Regions from separate parts of the Anas platyrhynchos genome. Here region 2 is linked to region 1. The links are chromatin contacts, called in public Hi-C maps. All regions are on one chromosome and are shown on one strand. Each heading gives the region's core, a stretch centred on a gene start, on an enhancer-like site or on the middle of the called end of the contact. The rest is flanking DNA. Distances are from core to core; before and after follow the strand shown. Region 1 has its middle 29 kb from the start of MAPK11. Region 2 has its middle 60 kb from the start of PLXNB2.

Evidence for each region. Hi-C and Micro-C count contacts between places; a contact is called where the count stands out from the background.
Region 2: a contact with region 1 is called in a Hi-C map of liver, with 5 times the contacts expected there. The contact joins two enhancer-like sites. A contact is called at or near these places in 4 of 8 Hi-C or Micro-C datasets (F1 follicle, liver, skeletal muscle and 1 more).

What each region holds. Positions count from the first base shown.
Region 1 is chr1:21,414,507-21,417,621 of IASCAAS_PekinDuck_T2T, forward strand. No RefSeq gene overlaps it. Among named protein-coding and RNA genes, the nearest start is that of MAPK11, 29 kb to the left of the region's middle. Within about 2 kb of position 1,420, at least 4 of the 8 cell types and tissues checked have an H3K27ac peak or open chromatin away from gene starts, as enhancers often do.
Region 2 is chr1:21,763,989-21,767,215 of IASCAAS_PekinDuck_T2T, forward strand. No RefSeq gene overlaps it. Among named protein-coding and RNA genes, the nearest start is that of PLXNB2, 60 kb to the left of the region's middle. Within about 2 kb of position 1,748, at least 2 of the 8 cell types and tissues checked have an H3K27ac peak or open chromatin away from gene starts, as enhancers often do.

The sequences.
Region 1 (3,115 bases), core at 170-2,669:
GTCTATTGACTTTTAAGCTGTGAATTGAGACCTCTAGGTGATGTATGTTCTACCTGCATAAGTTGAAGAAAAAATGTTTTTGCCAAGAAACATGTCTTCACTTTAAAAATCATATGAACAAAATGCTCTTAACATACAAGTTGCTTAATGAGGTGGAATTGCCAAGACATTAATGTACATCTTCAATTTTTTCCTTCATTATGTGGGGTTTATATAACCTAATTGCTCCCCAGCCATGCAGTGCTATATAAGCTGTTTCAGTAAAATGTTCACAACTACTCAGGTCTGCTATTCAGAGCACAGAACTTCAGAGTTGTAAAGTAGCTTCTAGGGAAGGCTCGTCTGCCTAAAAATAGGTCACAGCAATGAGGTTGCAATTGTGCTTTAAAAAGTTTGTCAGAAATGATTACAAGCCCTGATAGAGCCCCGGATAAGGAAGCGGGATTCATCAGCACTTGACGTACAACAGCCATATTGTTTAGGTGAATACAAAACCAATATGTTAGTGCATCACTTGTGAAGTTTATTTCTCATGAAAATATGAGATTATAGAATTATCTGTCACACACAGAAACAGGTAATGTGGCCTCACATCTGACAGACCATGGTCAGGCTAGAAGTTAGTGACAGCACAGCTGATGCTAGAGCATGCATAGTTTCATAAAATAGTTACAGTAGTTCATCTGTCTCTCTCTCTCTCTTTTCATTCCATAGGGTGCAAAAATAAATGATTTCATTCCTTCTTTAAGAGTCTGTTTATAACTCAAGATCTGTTTACAGTTGCAGGGCTGGCCCTGTGCTTTTAGCAGCATCCTGGCCTGGAAGGGAGCATCCCGGTGGTGAAGGGAGACGGGCAGGCTTGCAGAGAGCGTCACTGGAGAAATCCTAATCATGCCACATCCTCATTAAATAGCGCTTGGCTGTTTCCTAACAGCAGCTCAAGGGGGTTTCTGAGAGCTGCAGCCCTTCCTGACCCACGGCTCGGCGTGCCGATGAATGCCTCGATGTATTTTAGGCGCTTCCTCTGCATGCGCTGGAGCAAGAGGGGACACAAAAGGTCAAAGCAGCCTGCTCTGAGAGGCTCCAGCTAATTAGAGGAATTGTGGGAACTGGAAACCCTGACCTTTCACTATAAATCTTCATTGTTGTTACCCAATCGTCTGATTTGGGGTCAGGAAGTGCGGGGCTGCTCAGCCCAAGGGGGGTGCACCACAGACTTGTTTTCCATCCTCTGCCTGCCCCACCGTGCGTGACACCTCTCCTGCCTTCCTCCCGGCCTCGGCTGCCACCAGCCTCCCCTCAGGGCCCTTCACCGGGGCAAGGAGCACCAGGAGGCGATTTTGGGGCGAAACCAGGCGGTGTGGAGGCCGGGAGCCGCTAGGGGGCCCTCGGAGCCCACGAAAGCCGTCGGCCGCTGGCGCCGCCATGGCTGCGCCGCCGGGCCCGAGCGGGGCACGGGTTTCCCTCCGCCGCCACCTCAAACCCGGCCGAGGGGGGCTCTGTGCTTTTATTTATAAACACGGAATTTTTAGTGCTGAACATGGAAAGGCTTCTGAGCGTGCTGGAGCGTGTTCCCACACGCCGGGTTTCCTCCTTCAGCGCCTGACCCCAGGAGCAGCGCAGCAGGGCTCGCCTTCGGGCTCCATGCTCTGCTCCAACAAACTCCTCTGGCCCCACGCCTGGGCTTCCTGCAAATACTGTGACAAACGAGTTACTGGCATGGATGGATGCTGGACAAGCACATGGTGCGATCGCCTCGAAATCTCTCGGCACCACCAAATTTTATTTTTCTGGAAGGCGGTCACTGGCTGCAGTGCAAAAGCGTTTTTAACTTACTGACCTGAGCGTGACGTACCTGGCACCACAGAAACTTTAAGTAACTTGGGATTTTTTATTTCACTCAAGCAATGCAGCCTTAGTTTGCCTGCTTTTCAGTTTGGCAGGAGAGAGAAACATTTCTGGGGAAAGAATGAAGCTAATTGATCCACTTGTTTATGAGGGCGGCCATCAGTAATATTTATCTGCTTGCAGCATTTCTGCTGTCTCTGCTGGAGGGGAATTCTAGCCAGGGGAGTTTGGAGAGTATGCACAGTTTATTCTATTCATTTTTAAAATATTTATACAGTCTGTGTGCTACTCATTAGAGAAAACAGCAAAACCAGAATGAACCCCAAAGCAGTTTGAATGAGTGCAATAGGACAGAAACTAGCACTGGCTTGCTTTTGTGACCAAGGTCAAAAGGAGAATCTGGAGGGAAATAGTATATAAATGTTTCAAAATTTAGTAATTTTATTATTATTATTTATTATTATTTTTTTAGCATTAAGCTAAGGCTTCAGGGAACTGACGCAGCTTTTCTGATAGGAGTGATTTAATGTCAGAAATCTAAGATAAAACTGGGTTTGTGTGGGAGGGAAGTAGATGGAGGCTTAGATGAAGAACATTTCTTATAAATGAGGACAACTGAACAGAATGGAAGCAAAGACCCACTTGTGATGGTTGTGGTTCTTCTGAAATACTGAGCTTTTTCTGTGAAGGCAAAGGAAAAACATTCTAATTAATTAGATTTATTTACAGCAACTGGATTTGGGATCAAAATAATTACCTCGAGACTGAAGCGCAGCTGCAACACACATTCCAGATGTGAAATGTAGCACTGTTTCGCAGCTGACCCGATTTTCTGATTTTCAATCCAGAATTGGTTAGGATTGATAAATGAATAAATTCATAGTGTCCTCTGAATGTATCCAATGCAAAGATGCTGTCACACTCCCCAAATAACCAGATGTGTTTTGGGGACAAACAGGGGAGCAGCTTCCTGCCAAATACAAAAATCAGCCTGAGAAAGGTCATCTGCTTGTTTGTGGGTGGTAGGAAACTGCTGCCCCAGGGCATGTATGCTCACAAGATCTTAATTTGTGTTGCTGTTTGAAAGTTGACTCAGCAACAGGTTACCACCTCTCTCCTGGTCTGGATGACCACTGCGATCTCCAGGTAAGCAAATCCACTGGGAACCCTCTGCTCCTGGGGAACTCAGCCAAGCACCCGCTGCCTCCAGCCGCATTTCCCTCTCAGGAAATGCATGCTTCCCATTTGTCCTTTTAGTCCTACTCCC
Region 2 (3,227 bases), core at 498-2,997, 350 kb after region 1:
GGTTGTAACATAACTGTTCTGTAGGAAATGTACTAGAAGTCATAGTAGGCCTTGGGCTAAATCCTCAACTAGGTGCAATGTGGGAGTTCATTACCTTCCAAGAAACTACACCAGTTTATGCAAATGGAAGAAGCAGTCCATAACATTCTCTGTCCAACGGTAGCTTAATAGCACTGGAGTGTATTTCAGGGAATTCCCAAATGTTATGTGGAGAAAGGACAGGAAGTATCAAAGCCAAGCCATCTGATTTGTTTCATTTAATCACTTGTGTGTGTGTGTGTGTCTCCATGTGTGTTCCTAGAACAGTATTTTCAGCAAGAGATAGAAGGAATAGAAATGCAGAAGATTTTTACTTTCTGTTACATCTGAAGAGATGACCCATTGCCCAAGCATGGCAGATGCAAAGGGATGCAATCATTCTTTTGTCTGTAAACTCAGGTGGTCATGATGGGCTTACTGCACTCCTGCTGTATTCAGATGTCTAGGAAATGGATTTTAGGGTTGTAACTCTCCTCTGGCTGTTCTACAGATCCAAATATGCCCAAGGAGTAGGCACTGCTGCAGATCAAAGACATAGAGGAGTTGCAAGGTACATTGTTCTTTTGGTAGAACATCCATGAAGCCATGCTCACCCTGTATAGCTGCCTTCAACTGAGGTTTAAACCCTTGGTATTTACTGAGTCCTACAAAAGTAGCTTTACCTTACTGATGCCAGAAAGTGCAATTTCAGCTAGCATGATTATAGCTCAGAAAGCAAAGGCCAGACTCAGTCTGAAATAAGTCAGAAGAGTTATGTCTACTGTCACCTAAATGAATTTGGCCTCAAATACTCAAAGAAAGTATTACACAAAGAGCCAGAGTGGATCATATGCTCATTACGCATGGCTTCCATTATATAGTAGGCATATTTCCTTCAGGTACTCTTATACACAAGCTGTGGATGCTCAGTTTTTTGGCAGCATAACTACTTGGAAATGTCCCATGCTGTTTGATAAGCCCCAGATGGTAACCAGATGGCTACATATAACTCTTTGGAAGTGCTGCTGCAGACTAGGAGTAAGAAACCCAAGTAAGTCTACAAACATCTCCCTCTCTTTCCCATAACTTCTATTAATAAGGAGTAAAGATTACCATAGTGTATCCCCATTGATAAATGATGGTAGATGATGTGGGTTTTGCAGATCATTCTCCTATTTCATGAGAAACAAAAACACTGACCCAGACTCCGGGCATTTCCTATGGTGACTTGTTTGGTATACCCTACTTTGTCAAACTGGAGACAGTTTTAAACTTGAAATTGCTGTCAAAATCCAGAATATTATTCTATCTTCATGCTTTCTAAGACTTTAGTAATATAGCAAACTCTGCTTCATTTACTCCCTTTCTAAGAGCTCTCCTTTAGACCAACTTAGGAGACATCCATTTTTAAGGGGAAAGGTACACTCTCATGTGCTAATCTCCTAACAGATGATATGCAGGCAAGTAACACGCAGGCAAACCCAGTTTTTGGAAATCTTGGCTCTGACATCAATGCTTAGCTCTCAAGAGGATTTCTGTACAAAGGCTTACCCAAGCTCCAGAGATGCAAACAGAGGACTAACCATCTTGATGTTTGTTAGTTGCATCTCTTCCTAAACCAGAATTACAAAAGAGTAACATTTGTTCTACAGTACTTTTCCAGACACTGTGTGTTTACGGTAAGAAAGAGAAGTTACAGGACAGTGATGATTCACACCACCATGGTATTTTCCAGCCACATGCAAAGACAAGGTAATGATTCAACTGCTTCTTCCAGTCACGCACCAGGAACTTATAGTAGAATTTGAGCCAAGTTTTTTTTTTTTTTTTTTCACTTCTCATATCCATTGGCTGCCCGTAGTCATCTCTCAGTCACCACACTCCTCTCTAAACATAACAAAAAGGCCTCTTATTAGGCAGAAAGGCTGAAATATGGTTTAGCATAACCTGTAATACCAGACATCTTTCTCCCTCTCTCACACATTGTTTTAGTTTGCAGTCAAGGGAAACATGCTGATGGAAGATTTAGAGATATAAATGAGGCCTGGAGTATTTACACATTGCTACTTTAATATTGCTACATTGTCACAAAAAGTTAACACACCTCATTTTCTAGTTGTGTGGAAATACTGTGTTTTTATAGGAATTTCTTTTGGGAAGTTCTTTGTAAGAATTTGTTTGGCTCCAGATGGATATCTTCTCACCATATTAGTATTTCCCAGTGTTGGTCACCAATTTACTGTGAACTTTTGTTTTACCTTTGTTTAGAGCCTATTATACAATCATTACTTCTGTATTATAAAACACCATAAAATAACTTCCCAATTGATACCTGACACAAACGTTCAAACATAATCTGAATTTAATAGTATTAAAGCTTCTCAGCATCAAACTCTATTGCTCCATGAGACAAAAATCAAATTATTTTCAGCTCTATAGACAAAGGATACATTATGTTGGTTTGTAGTTAAACACATCAGACATTTATTAGGGACAAAAACAATTACATGAGATATTGCACGTGCATTGACAGAAGGACGTACGTGTATGCATGCATGAAGGAGATACAAGGCAGAGAGGCAAAAGGATAGAAGGGGGACATCTGTGATGGGTAATAGATTAAAATACAGGAAAAAAAGCTGCCACTCAGAATGAGAACCAAGATTTTGCTTTAAATATCATAGCTGTCATTTTGATGGTAGAAGAACCCATTGCAGTTACATTCATAGAAGCTTTAGTCTTCACTAGGAGTTCACCAAGATTTAGTCGAATGCTATTATTTTTATGATTTGGTGTTTTGAAACTGTTTATTCTGTCAATGAATTTCTGTCAAAAAGTGCATTACTCTGTCAATACTCTATTGTTAATATTGCATGTTTTAATGATTTCTAACCTGTCTTGAATATTTGTTCTCTGGGTGTTTCTCATTGCCATACATGAGAAAATTTGGATTTTTATGTGGTTTAAACTGTTCAGACTTATTAAGAACACAACAGAATCAAGAACAGGGAAAATCCAAAACAGCTTTGGGAAGTCCCTACAGAAGCATTTGTTTCCTGCTTTCATACTGCCATCTTGAGTACATATATTAAAACTACAGCTACTACACGTCCTTACAATCTTGCCTTTGTTTCCTTCCATTAAAACATCATTTTATATGCTTGAAAGTGGGTTTTAAATATCGCCAAATTAAAACGGTTGCACTTTCT